3 separate regions of the Mus musculus genome follow, and regions 1 and 2 are each linked to region 3. Evidence: chromatin contacts called from public HiChIP or PLAC-seq data. All regions are on one chromosome and are shown on one strand. The core of a region is the stretch at or near the end of the contact, and the rest is flanking DNA. Distances in the headings are between cores, read along the strand shown.

Region 1 (4,539 bases), core at 375-2,874, 55 kb before region 3:
CGGAACTACAGGAACAAGGAAAAGGACATTACACCCTAATAGACACAGAGACGCCCAGTGTGGTAGCACACCGCTGTAACACCAGCACTTGGGAGGGTGAAGCAGGGGGATGGCCAGATGACCCTGCCTTGATACATGGATAAAAGCATGCCCACTGGGGCATGCATGATGGGAGCACGCTGGAGAGTGCTCCATGCTGCTGAGCCCCACACTTAGTAACTATCACTATTAACAGGATAACTGTACCGCATACCTATTTACCACAGTAAGAAATAGTTAAGCTGAGCAGTGGTGAGCATGTTCTCTGGCGCACTTGGGAGGCAGAGGCAGGTGGATTTCTGAGTTCGAGGCCAGCCTGGTCTACAGAGTGAGTTCCAGGACAGCCAGGGCTATACAGAGAAACCCTGTTTCGGAAAGCCAAAAAAAGTTAAAACTGTATCTGACGGTAGCTATACCTCAATACAGTTTTGTTTTTCAATCAGGTTCTCTTTGCAGGCATTTACATATGCATGAAGCAAGGGAACCTGCAGGCGCTCCTATTTCCATCCCACCTGGGGAATTCCACCCATGACCGGGCATGTGATGGAGAAAACAGAAAGCAGGTGGAGTGAGCGAGGGGTGCTGGGCCCATGCTGCCACCCTCAGCGACTGCTGTGACAAGCCCTGACAGACAGTTAGCCTGGAGGTGGCATGGACTGGACACATGCATCTCACCCAACTGGCCCCTCGGGTTTTGCAGCTCCAGAGAAGGATGTGTGTCCACTCTAAGCTGTTCACCCCTCTTCCTTCCTCCACCTCAGGCTGTCCTGTTCCCAAGTTTCTTTGTTTGTATTTCTGAAGCCTTGGAGGCAGGACATGAAGCGCGACTGCCTAAGATTCCTCAGAAACCAGCACGATTAAACAAACCTGCAATCCCAACATGCCGGAGAGGAAGAGAGAGTTCAAAGCCAGCCTGAGGAAGAGAGTAACAAGACTGTGTCTCCACAAGTCAAGATGGCACAGCCGCGCTACTTCATGGGTTTTAGAGCAATCTCTCTCCAGGCAGGTGTATGCCAGGAGAGGAAATGAGGGCAAAAGGACGCTAAGCTGGCACTCAGGAGGCATGATTAGTACCTTGAGTTCAAAACCAGCCTCGCTATAACAGCTTGAGTTAAAGGCCAGCTTGGTCTACACTGTAACATTGTAACAACCTGTCTCAAAGGATTTAAAAAAAAAAAAAAAAGCTAAAATCAGCCTGCTTGCAGATCCCACTGTGGCCTGCACCCTCCATTCTTAAGCTCCACCTCCTACAGACACAGGCCTTGCTGGAAGAGAGCAGCACAGACCTCGAGCGAGCGCCTCCGTCCGCGCCAACTCTAATGAGCCCAGTCCCTTAGGGCCTGGTGCTAAGCGTGTTTTCTCCTTTGCTGCTGATCCTGGTTCAGACCAGGACGAGCTTGTAAGGGTGATGAAGTTAAAATGAGGAAAAGCAGGTTAACTGTCCCGGCCCACATCTGTCACCCCAGCACTCGGGCTGAGGTAGGAGGACCCCAAGTTCCAGGCCAACCTACAAAACAAGCTCCACCCCCAGCACTGTAGAAGAGAGCCGCCACTGGGAGTGCTCAGCCATCTCTGAAAGTGACAAAACCAGTGCAAACCAGCAGGCTCCTGGCCCGTGTCACCTGACAGCGCTGAGATCAGTGAGGGCAGGCTTTGCAAACTTGGCGGATTAAGCATAATACAAAAGTGCAGATAATAACAGTAATTCCCTTTATCTGAGGTTCAGCTCTGTTCCGGCTCAGTTACCTTCAGCCAACTGTAAGATGATAACATTGCTTGGAAAATTCCAGAAACAAGCAATTCATAACATTTATCACATGAAATTGCTACCACTGCTCTATTTTTATTGTTCCTTGTTAATCTTTGACTGTGTCCAATCTGTCTCACAGATACAGGGACAGAGACGGAAATTCTTTATTTTGTCTTTCCTTCCTTCTCCTTTCCCGAGTCCCGTCATTTGTCTGCAGTGCTGTGGGTCAAACCTAGAGCCTCTTGCATGCTACGCGAGTGTCGGACCCCTGAGCTACATCCTCCGCCCTCGCACAGGCTTCAAGACGATTTACCGCTTCATACATCCGTGCCTAGGAACCTGTAGTAGCTGATACCGCAACTGTAAAGGCTTCCTATCTCCACTAGTAAAGGCAAGATCCGGTATTCCTATCATTGAGAAATATTCACAGCCACACAATGGAACCACGCACCTGGAAAAGATCAATCATTAACTACAAGCCTCACTATGTACATGAGCCCTAGGTGGGCTGAGATCACATGATGCCAACCTTTGAGTAAATCTCCTGACCAAGAAGTTACACAGCTATTCCTTCCTCTTTTATGGTTATGAGATAATAAATTGACCCTAGGACTCCCCTCAAGCTGGCTCGTCAAGGCTTCTACCACTGAACCACGCCCCCAGCCCTTGTGAGACTGGTAAGGCATTGGCACTCGGTGCGTCTGCAGAAGACCAAAGCAAGATTCTTTTAAGCTGGAGACAGATCCAGCACCACTGACACCACCGGGTGGGTTCAAGACTGTAAGGCGGCTGCCCTGGAGGACACGCACCTGCAGCTCTTTGAAAGGCATCCACAGCGCTCTCTAAGCCAGCCTGCGTCTGCCGGTTACAGCGGGTCCCGATCTGGGTGTAGAGCGCCCCAATGTTGAAGAGAACGCTGGCCTTCTCCAACAGCAAAGTCTGCTGGCTGACCGGAACCCCAGTGAAGGAGTCATACCTGTGTGTAAAGCAAACACATTCTGATCAAACAGATGACTTGGCTATTTAATGCCATTGCTGGGCACGCAAAGACAAAAACTCACTTCTTACATGAAATTCAAAGACGCAATTCGAAGACGATTCACAGGAATCGGGCTTTTGTTTCCAAGCAAGACTGACAAGTCTGAATATATAGAATTCATGCCTCTTATCCCAGTACTCAGGAGGCTGAGGCAGGAGGACCATGAATTTAAAGTCAGCCTGGGGCATACAGAAAGACCCTATCTCTCTTTTCTTCCTTTTTTTTGAGACAGGGTTTCTCTGTATAGCCCTGGCTGTCCTGGAACTCACTCTGTAGACCAGGCTGACCTCGAACTCAGAAATCCATCTGCCTCTGCCTCCCAAGTGCTAGGATTAAAGGCATGTGCCACCACTGCCCGGCAAGACCCTATCTCAAAAGAAAAAAAAAAAAATCCCTACAAGCCAGACCTGGTGTCTCATGCCTAACATCCTGGCACTCTCTGAAGGCTGAGGCAGGAGGATTGTGAGTTTGACAGTCTGGGCCACCTAGCAAGAACTTGTCTCAAGAAGCCAAATGTTGCGTTTCAAGTTTTAAAATCTCTTTCTGGTGGTATATATCTATAATCACAGTACTAGCGTTGCAAAGACAGGAGGATCACAGCCAGTCGGAGGTCAGTTTGATCTTGGGACTACATAGTGAAATCCCGTTTTAAGGAAACAAAAATGCTACTTCTTTCTGTGGCCCTTGTCAATTCAAGCTCACACCCACAGCCAAGCCCCCTGTAAGAAAAGATTCTTCTCAAAAGAAAAAATTGTCTTGCTTCTCTTTCGTTCCACCCGAGAGCCCCGGTTTCTCCCCAGCGACCAAGTGAGCACACACACAAAAGGCCTCTTTTCTATGGCTCATTTGTTCTGAGAAACTACCGCCAGTCTCGGCTTCCCGGCTCTAGGTCTTTACACAAACACCAATTTATAGACCATCCCCACCCCTGGGACCCACTGGGCAAATGCCAGTCAGAATGAGGGTGTGCACAGTAGAGGGGGGGCCCCAGAGAGCACCTACCAGGTAAACAGGAGCCCCATGTGACGCGTGGGTGGGAAGAACCTGCTCTCCACAAAGCCCAGCTGAATGAAGTACGACATGAGCAGTTCGACCCCCGCCTCATCCCTGCTGGGTGTTCGACAGGCCTGAAAGGAAAACGAGGAGGCGTGAGCCAGGCGAGCATCCCCAGGACCCATCCCTGAACACTCGAAGAGATAGATGCTTTGCCGTGGGTATCATGAACTCTAGCAGAGGCAGCTTAGGGGCAAGAGACAAAGTCAGGAATCCTGGAACCCAGCTCCATGGGCAGCTCTCACTTCTGCTATGGTTTTCTGGTATAGCAAACACAGTGGGTCACCCTGACAGCCCCTCTCCCTGCCCGGCATCCTGGATTCTCCAGGGCTACTAGTGTCGGTCATGTGATGTCCCGAAGCCTCAGCAAGCAGAGCTGGCTCCCCAACATGCCGCCCTTACCTGTCGCAGGTCCATAAGGTCTGCAATGTCATCCTCATACAAATAGCTATCTTCACTGTAGTGTTCCAAAATAAAATCCTGTAAGAAAAAAAAAAATCCAAGGTGGCAGCCAATAGCTGGGTCTACAAGATGAGGAGGGGAAGGTCCCAGCACAAGAGTCCGTCAAACCTTACCCTAGATCTAGCCTGGGCGTGGTGCACACCTGTAACCTCAGCACTTGGGGAAGCAGAGATAAGAGGACTGGTGAAAGTGAGGT
Region 2 (4,625 bases), core at 104-2,603, 37 kb before region 3:
GGGGGTGGAGGGAAAAGGAGAACAAGAAAGGAGAGCTTGGCCTTTTAGAACGGGGTGTAGTGCCTGTGCATGGGGAGGATATGTGGCTCCTGGGGATATGTGGGCATCTTGGCAGCTGGTAATAACTATCCTGTTGTTGCTGGGTCCCTGGGGCAGACGATAGAGATGCCTGGCTGCTGAAAGGAAGAAAGAGAGAAGAGAAGAGAAGAGAAGAGAAGAGAAGAGAAGAGAAGAGAAGAGAAGAGAAGAGAAGAGAAGAGAAGAGAGGGGGAAGGTATGAAGGGAGGAAAGGGAGGGGAAGGGAGGGAAAGAGAATGCCTGTGCGTGTTGTGATGCATGTCTGTAAGAGCAACACTAAGGCCGGGCGTCTTGATGCACGCCTTTAATCCCAGCACTTGGGAGGCAGAGGCAGGCGGATTTCTGAGTTCAGGGCCAGCCTGGTCTACAGAGTGAGTTCCAGGACAGCCAGGGCTACACAGAGAAACCCTGTCTCGAGAAAAAAAAAAAAAAAAAAAAAAAAAAAAGAACAGCACTAAGAAGGCTAAGACAGGAAGATCTCCCCAGTTTAAGGCCAGCCTGGGCTATATGCTGCAGGTCAGCCTGGGCCTTACACTGCACACTCCTCCATCCCCACCATTCCTCACAGCTCCCTGCACGGAGCCTGGCCCTGACGAACTCACTCACCAGCAGGTATACAGACACTTGCAAGCCTCAGAGAGAGGCTTTCCCGATCTAGTCTAAGGAGCAGTGTAAGAAGGCAATCTGAAGCTTTAACCAGAATAGTTAAACAGCCTGTTCTTTGACTAAAGAACTAGTTAGTTAAAATTGAACAACCTGGTAACTCGCTTCAATCTCTCTGCCTCAGAAATACCATCTGGTTTCTGCCTCTGTTGTTCTCAAGGGAGGGAAAGGAGCCTGGAGGGCAGATTGCAGCCAGCAGCCAGCCTGAAGCACTTCAAAGCACCAGCCAGCTCCCAGCAAGCTCTAGGAAGCTCACTGACTCTTGGCCGAGGTGGAACAGGGAAGGAGAGGACCTTCAAGGGACCTGAAACTGTGGCACTCACAGCTACTGCCCAGTCATGGTGGCCCTGCAGTTAATGGTGGGGACCCTCATTTCCAAGTCTGCATTCTTGGGGATGTTTTCCCAAATGCCCTCTTGCCTATAATATAATTGTTCTATCCTCATCATAGAATCTTAGTAGGACATCAGGCAATCTAAGGACAGGACAGCCATGTCCAGTGTATGACAGTAATTACCTGCTGCTAGTAGCAGCAGCCAGGGACACTGTGGGGCCAGAGTGAGGCTTGGCCTGATGCCCTCCCTGATTTCAGGAAGCTTTGGTGTCAGGTGAGTCAGATTAATAAATACCTCCGAGTTTCCTCTAACAACAGTCTACCAACAGTCTCTAAACGTAGGTGCACTGAGTCAGATTAATAAATACCTTCCAGTTTCCCTCTAACAGTCTCTACAAGGGACACTTTAAGTGTATCAGTTCCAGGAGAATCATTTACAACCCTGTCCCACCCTATCTCACCTATCAGCTAAACAACTGCTAACCTGACAGTAAGTGTGATTGAGTCTGGCCTGGGCCGCAGAGAGGTTGTTGTCGAGGTTGTTGTCGGCTGGTGTTGTTAACAGAGCAAGGCAGGCAGAGCAGCTCTAGTGTCTGCTATTAAAACAAAATAAAATAAAATAAAATAAAATAAAACAAACAAACAAAAAACCAACTCTAAAGCAGGCTGGCCAGGTGGCTCAGCAGACGAAGGTGCTTGCTGCCGCGCCTGACAACTCGAGTTCGATCCCCAGGATTTTACATGGTAAGAGGGAACTGACTGCACAAAGTTACACTCTGCATGCAGATGCACGCATGCTCACGTGTATATATACGTGCACGAAGAGGCAAAAGCAGGAGAATCTGGAGTTTAAGGTCATCCTCAACTACACAGCAAGTTTTAAGCCAGCCTGAGCTATATGAGATCCTGCCTCACAAAACCAAAGAACCTATCCTGTAGGCCTCTTAAGGGGGTGGGAGAGGGGAGATGGCAGTTTTACCCTCGATATTCTGATGCCGCGTGCTCCAAGCGCCAGAAACGAGACCCTGCCTCCCCAAGATGGAAGGTGAGAGAGCTGATAGCCAAAGGCTGTCCTCCGAGGGAAGAGTCTGCACCCTCTGCAAGCTGGCGCACTGCACGTAAGGGTGTGGGGAGGATTTACGGCTGTCTAGACGCAGGTACAGCTTTCCTGAGTTCTACTTGGGAAGTAACTATTTTATCTCCACGGCACAGCATTGAGTACTGGGCACAACATGCCCACCTGCCTCTCTCATTAACTCTCACGCTTTCCTAGATGGGGGGTGGGTGGGGGTGGGGTTGCTACTTTGCCCAGATGTCTCAAACCCTGGGGTTCAAACAATCCTCCTGCCTCAGCCCCTCAAGTAGCTGAAACCACAGGTATGTGGCACCGTGTCCTGTTTATGACTCCTCTCATTAGAAAGAACGACAATACTAGTAATAGGAGTGTCCCGTTCTTTCTTTTCTGCTGTCCCCTCTCTTATCTATCAACACCCACTCACCAAGCACTGGCCCTACCAGGCACAAGTCTGGGCAGTGGAGAAAGGAGTCATGCCCAGAAGTAAATGCAAAGACAGTAACTGGACCTGTAAACAACATGGCTACAACTGAGGGCTGGAGAGACAGATGCTTAGCAAGAGCACTGGCTACTCTTGCAGAGGACCTAAGTTCCGTTCCCAGCACCCACATGGTGCCTCATAACCATCTGCAATTCCAGTTCCAGGGGGTCTGCAATGCCCTCTTCTGGCCTCCATGGGCCCCAGGTTCCACATGGTGCACACATACATGCAGCAAACACTCATACACATTAAATTAAAATAAACACACATACAGAGAGCTGTGACTGCACTGTCTGTCACAATTCTCCACAAACACAGGATGGACAAAACATCTTTGTCATTAACGTGACCAAGCTCTGGGCAAGAAAAGGACCTGCCCAGACACCCCAGAAGAGAGAGAAATCTCAAAGCTGAAAAGCAAGACCCCAGCTGAGGGTCTGGGCTCTGTCTGTCCATCAGACAGACAGTCTCTCAGGAGAGCCAGAGCTCCTGGCCGAGGCAGCAAACACAGAGGTACCCACTTCAGAAGGTTCTCGGCTCCTGTCCGCATCCGCACAGCCTTCAGGATCTGCTGGTTCAAGGCAGCCCTTTGATTCTGCAGCTTGCTCCGGCCAGTTTGTGCAAGGGGATTACAACCCTGAGCGGAAAAGAAGAGACACCCGTTCAGAGATCGGTTACACCCGAAATGATATTCCGTGGGGGGAAAAAAGTACTTAACTAACCCATAAAGCCTCACCGTCAAAACTGCCCAGACATAAGCTGATCAAGGAAGACCCCAATGGACATGGCGGAGTAGACACATGAAGCTTCAACCCTACACAAAGAACTACAGGCAACTGAGGAGAGCCCCAGCCCCAGCGGGCGGGGTGCTCCTCCCCCACAGAGTGTACTGATTGGTGTTTAGAGTAGCAAAGACTCAGCCCTGAAAACAGACATACCAGTAACAGTATACGAACTGAACGGGTTATATTTTAGAATACGTGTGTGTGTGTGTGTGTGTGTGTGTGTGTGTGTGTGTGTGCGCGTGCGCGTGTGCGTGTGCATGCAATAGCAACTAGTGGAAAAGCAGCCGTGAATTTGAAGGAGACTGGGAAGGGGCCTGTAGGAGAGCTTGGAGGAAAGGGAGGGAAGGGAACAATGTGGCAATTGTATTCTCGAAAAAGATAATTTTATTTATTTTTTTTAAAGATTTATTTATTTATTATATGTAAGTACACTGTAGCTGTCTTCAGACACACCAGAAGAGGGAGTCAGATCTTGTTACGGATGGTTGTGAGCCACCATGTGGTTGCTGGGATTTGAACTCTGGACCTTCGGAAGAGCAGTCGGGTGCTCTTACCCACTGAGCCATCTCACCAGCCCGAAAAAGATAATTTTAAATGATGTAGAAAATAAAGTAAGAAAATGAATTAAAACAAAACAAAACATAAAATCATAACAACATAGCCCTGAAACAGACACTATGAGCTGGTGCCTTATGCCCCAGTCTGTTTTCTCCCACCATGACAGTGACACTCACAATCCTCTTTCCTGGTATTAAAAACGCACCAACGTATATGTAGCATCTCTGCTCAAACCAGCCCACTGAGTGCTGGTTACAAAGGTACCCAAGCTCAGATTCTCCAGGGTCCAGGAGGGGAGACAGCACTGTCTGCATTCTCTGTCTGAGCACAGCGCACCAACGTTATCTGTCAGGAGACGGCGGTAACACTGGAAGAGCTGGGCTCCCACACACTAGCCAGGGCTAGCCCTGCGCACAGCCACACTAAAAGCAGCCTGAGGCCCACGACCCATCCCTCTCCAGCATTGTGGTACTCATGGTTTGTTGTACTTGCTATACTTTCTCATTGTACCCTCAAGAATTTCCCGAAGGGCTGACAAATGGTGGGTAAGAACATGTACTGCTGTTATGTGAGACCCGAGTTCAATTCCCAGCTCCCAGATCACCACCACTTCTTAACTCCTGCTCCAGGGGGATTCAACCCCCTCTACTGG
Region 3 (4,356 bases), core at 1,389-3,888:
AAGAGGCTTCTTTGCTTTCGAGTTTTTTGTTTGTTTGTTTTTGAAGCAGTGTCTTACTTACTATGTAGTCTTGCTGACCTGGAACTCACTATGAAGACCAGGCTGGCCTTGAATTTACAGAGATCTACCTGCTACTGCCTCTCAACTACTGGGGCTAAAGGTGTGTGTCACAGCATCCGGGTCCAGAGGAATCCCGTTCTGTAGTGGGCTGTGGTTAAATCATTCATATCTGGTCAGGGCGATGAAAAGGACTGTTGAGTGCTCAGCCTTACACTGATGTTCAGATTGCTTTCCTCTCAAGCTCAGCTGACACTCTGGAAGAGAGAGCAGAAAGATGGAAAGACTGAGTTCGAGGCCAGCCTGGTCTACAGAGTGAGTTCCAGGACAGCCAGGGCTACACAGAGAAACCCTGTCTCAAAAAAAAAACCAAAAAAAACAAAAAAACAAAAAAAAAAAAAACAAAAAAAAAAAAACAAAAAAAACCCCACAAAACAAAACAAAACAAAACACAAAAAAACAAAACAAAACAAAATAAGAAAGATGGAAAGAGCCAGAGAAATGGTGAGGAGTGTCTTGAAATACTGTCTACTGGCTAGGACAGGGTCATTGCAATCACAAACACAGGAACACATGGCAGCTGTGGCGACTGTACAACACACACACACACTCACACACACCCATGCATGCACGAGAAAGTAGGAGAGGAATTAATTCAGAAGGACATCAGCAGGAGTGGAAAGGGTGTCATGAAATATAATGCGGTACCTGGCAGGCCCATGCCAAGGTGTCCTCCTGAAAAAAATCACAGACATAGTATACGGAAAGTTTATTGTGGGGGAAGGGAAGGGGGGGGCGGGGGGGGGGAGCAGGGACCTGGAGAAGGGGCAGAGGCAGATGGAGCCACAAGGACAGAGAAAGCTGGGATAGAGGACAGAGAGGCCATGTGGGAACATTGGTGAGGAAAGGGAGAGAGAGAAAAGGAGGAAAAAACGGGGGTAGGAATGGGGGTAGGGAGAGAGAGAGATTGAGATTGAGAGAGAGAGGAGGGGTGTGGGTAGGGAGTAGTCCTTGACAGCAAGCTATTGCTAGGTCACTGTTGGGAGGGACATAGAGTTGTCTGTAAGCCAACAAGGGCGGTAAGAAAGGCTTCATTGGGAGTGGCTATGATCAGCGGGCATTGCTGCTTTGTTGCATTGTTATGAGCTTCTCAAAAATTAAAGGAAGGGGCTGGAGCGATGGCTCAGTGATTAAGAGCACTGACTGCTCTTCCTGAGTTCAATTCCCAGTGGTTCACAACCATCTGTTTGTTTGTTTATTTGCTTTCGAGACACTTTCTCTATGTAACAGAGGCCTGGCAGCCCTGGACTCACTTAGACAACTAGGCTGACATTAAACTCATAGAAATCCCCCTGCCTCTGCCTCCTCTGCCTCCTCTGCCTCCTCTGTCTCTGCCTCTGCCTCCTCTGCCTCCTCTGCCTCTGCCTCTGCCTCTGCCTCTGCCTCTGCCTCTGCCTCTGCCTCTGCCTCTGCCTCTGCCTCTGCCTCTGCCTCTGCCTCTGCCTCTGCCTCTTGAGTGCTGAGATTAAAAGTGTGAGTCACCAAGCCAGGCTGAATCACACCCCCCCCCGCCCCCCCACGTCTTGGCCAAGCTTGTGAAGTGAGATAACAGCGCCCATTGGCAGATGTCTGTACCTTAGATTTTCTGAAGGACCTCTCATTCTTAGCCCACTTGGTCTGCTTCTCTCTCTCTTTTCTAATTATTTGATTATTTATTATAGTGTCTCATTGTGTAGTTTAGGCTGATGTCCAGCTCTCTATCCATGCTTGATATCTTGTTTCTTGTCTTTCACCAATTTCCTTAGCGTGCAGGGTTCTGATATTCTCAGGGTCGGCAAATCCTTCCAAAAGTCTAGGAGGGGGCCTCACTTTTGCAAATATAAAGATGACAAGTATATTGTGTGTGAGTGTGTGTGTGGCCCGATTCATACGATGTGCACTAAAGACACATCTGCCTGTTGGTTCCTTCCCATTTCCGGTGTAGAGGGCCAGACAGTGGCCACTGGGCAAGCACTTTTCCGGAAGCTGGTTGGGACCGGTGGAAGATCGGGTTGGCACTTATTGCTGGCTGAGGCAATTAAGCAGGGGCGAAGGAGCCAGTCGCAGGACTGGCTGTACGGAATTACAGAGACTCTGCCCTGCGTCCGAATATTTGGTTTCCAGCATCTTATCGCTGTGTCCTTCCAGTACTCAGGCGCATGGCAGAGCCAGGATGGGGTGTACAGAGACCAATATTGTTTTTGTTGTTTGTTTGTTTTCGTTTTCTTCTTCTTCTTTTTTTTTTTTTCTCGAGACGAGACAGGGTTTTTTTGTGTAGCTTTCATTGTCCTGAAACTTTCTTTGTAGACCAAGCTGGCCTCGAACTCAGAGATTCTCCTGCCTCTGCCTCCTGACTGTTAGGATTAAAGGCGTGCGCTATCACTTCCCGGCACAGATACAAATCTTATCTGCAGTCGGACTTGCATAGGACTATGATTTGCGAGGAGGAGGTGACATTTCCCCCTCAAACAAGTCTTTATAGAATGCTCCAGTTCACAGAAGCGAAACTGAATGTTTTTGGCCTATAGAGGCTCCCGTAGCGAGGGGGCGGAGCCCGGAAGGAGCAGGATGGCGGCGCTGGACAGTGACAGCGACGAGGATCTGATCAGCTATGGAACGGGCCTGGAGCCTCTGGACGAAGGTGCGGGTCCGATGGCCGGCGGTGTCTGAAGGGCGCAGGCTGAGAGTCCAGCACGTGGGCGACAGCGACATCTCGTCCTGGGTCTGGGCTCGCTCGCTGTGGGCACAGGGAACACGCTGGAGAGGCTTGTGCACTGCACTTGGGCGCCGCGTTCTCGGGGGGCAGAGAAGGACGCGGAGGGCTGGGAGATGCAGGAATGACTAGGCAACATGGGTATGATGGAGGGCGGTCAGTCAGTCTCTTGTCCCGAGGCAACGTTTGCACCCGTCCTTGAAAGTAAAAGAAACCAGACCTGGAAAATCTGGGGAGAAACACTTGAGATAGGAAATCCCTTAAAGTGGCAGACAGCTTAGCAGTCTAGGGATAGTCAGGATTCGTGTGGGTGGCCCTTGCCATGGTAAGGAATCTGGAGTGTGTGTGTCCCTGAGGAGGGAACCTCGTGCATTCTAGGCTAGTGTGTTACAACTGAGCTACATATCCAACCCCAAGAATTGGAATCTTTCCTTTTTCTGACAGGGTCTCATGTAACCCATGCTGACATCAAACCCCACTTTATAGCCCAGACTGGACTTGAACTCTTGATCCTCCTATTCTTGTGTAACATGTGCTTGGTTTGCAGCTGTGTGCCGTCACACCCAGCCAGGAGTTTGGCTCTTATACTACGGGTATTGGTTCAGTTTACACAAAGAGAAATGCATTTCTTCCCTTTTACTTTTTTTTTGGGGGGGGGGGAACAGGGCCTTGCTAGCTCCACTTGGCTGGACTCACAGTATTTTAGCAGCCTCTGCCTCTCAGGTGCTGGTGTTAAAGGTGTGTAGTGCCATGCCTGGCAGGATGCATGTTTTAACATTATGTTTGCTTTAATTTTGAGAGTAGTTTCCTTGGGGGGTGGGCAGGAATGAAGCAGGGAGACTGTGGTTGTGTGGACTGGAGAGTTAGCAGCAACAGCTGTTGAGTAGGTTTTGCATGGAGCAGACTTGACCGGTGTTGACTGGAGTTGCTCGTGAAATACAGAAATACAGGGGTGAAGGTAAGATGAAGCAAGGCTCTGTGGCGTTTCCGGTCTGTTTCACTTAATGACTAGGTTTATCTACTGGGTGTCCATACCGCTGATGGGAGTGCTAACATTGTGGGGAAGATAGAGGAGTCACAGTGGTGGACCAGAAGTTACCTGTAGACTTTTGTTGGTGAGGCTTCCCCCCACTGCCGCCTCCTGCTTCCCATCCTGACCTGTTGGCTATACCTCTGAGACATTTTCACTGAGACTCTTACTGCCTTTTTTTTTTTTTTGTTTTGTTTTGTTCCATTTTTTATTAGGTATTTAGCTCTTACTGCCTTTTTAAAATTTATTTTATTTTTATTTTTTGGCAGGAGTGGGTATAAGATAGGGTCTTTCTATATAGTCCAAGCTGGCCTTCTATTTATCAAATATGTAGACCAGGCTAGCTTTAAACTCAGGACTATGCTCCTTTCTTAGCCTTCCCAGTCCTGGGATTACAGCTTTGCACATCACATATCACATATGTCTTAGACAGCTCCTCTGTGACAGAGTCACATGCAGCACAAGCTAGCCTCAAACTTTTGTGTGGTGAAGACGGACTTTGAACTTCTGGTCCTCC

What was found. HiChIP or PLAC-seq counts read pairs in DNA pulled down with a chosen protein or histone mark.
Region 1: a contact with region 3 is called in an H3K27ac HiChIP or PLAC-seq map of embryonic stem cells, with 16 read pairs. The contact joins the enhancer-like site here to the promoter of Gpatch1 in region 3. A contact is called at or near these places in 12 of 39 promoter capture datasets (the 3T3-L1 cell line, 3T3-L1-derived adipocytes, cranial neural crest and 6 more), 1 of 15 datasets of contacts at CTCF or cohesin (embryonic stem cells), 23 of 484 Hi-C or Micro-C datasets (the G1E-ER4 cell line, Th1 cells, cerebellum and 13 more), 14 of 115 datasets of contacts at active chromatin or transcription factors (embryonic stem cells, epiblast stem cells, extraembryonic endoderm stem cells and 7 more) and 4 of 9 other capture datasets (adipose tissue, embryonic stem cells, liver and 1 more).
Region 2: a contact with region 3 is called in an HNF4G HiChIP or PLAC-seq map of pancreatic cancer cells. The contact joins the enhancer-like site here to the promoter of Gpatch1 in region 3. A contact is called at or near these places in 4 of 39 promoter capture datasets (embryonic stem cells, liver and macrophages), 5 of 484 Hi-C or Micro-C datasets (embryonic stem cells and rod photoreceptor), 9 of 115 datasets of contacts at active chromatin or transcription factors (double positive thymocytes, embryonic stem cells, extraembryonic endoderm stem cells and 4 more) and 4 of 9 other capture datasets (adipose tissue, embryonic stem cells, liver and 1 more).

What each region holds. Positions count from the first base shown.
Region 1 is chr7:35,370,531-35,375,069 of GRCm38.p6, reverse strand. Rhpn2 (rhophilin, Rho GTPase binding protein 2) reads right to left here. Exons shown (of 15, transcript NM_027897.4): 5 at 4,284-4,361; 6 at 3,831-3,955; 7 at 2,599-2,765. Among named protein-coding and RNA genes, the nearest start is that of Gm51476, 9.7 kb to the right of the region's middle. Within about 2 kb of position 1,624, at least 43 of the 459 cell types and tissues checked have an H3K27ac peak or open chromatin away from gene starts, as enhancers often do. A contact at or near this core is called in embryonic stem cells, epiblast stem cells and pancreatic islet, where this site is marked.
Region 2 is chr7:35,352,374-35,356,998 of GRCm38.p6, reverse strand. It overlaps Rhpn2 (rhophilin, Rho GTPase binding protein 2), which reads right to left. Exons shown (of 15, transcript NM_027897.4): 2 at 3,152-3,267. Among named protein-coding and RNA genes, the nearest start is that of Gm51476, 8.4 kb to the left of the region's middle. Within about 2 kb of position 1,353, at least 34 of the 459 cell types and tissues checked have an H3K27ac peak or open chromatin away from gene starts, as enhancers often do. A contact at or near this core is called in extraembryonic endoderm stem cells, liver, pancreatic cancer cells and 1 more, where this site is marked.
Region 3 is chr7:35,316,722-35,321,077 of GRCm38.p6, reverse strand. Gpatch1 (G patch domain containing 1) reads left to right here and starts at 2,638. Exons shown (of 20, transcript NM_026181.1): 1 at 2,638-2,737. The coding sequence starts at 2,665.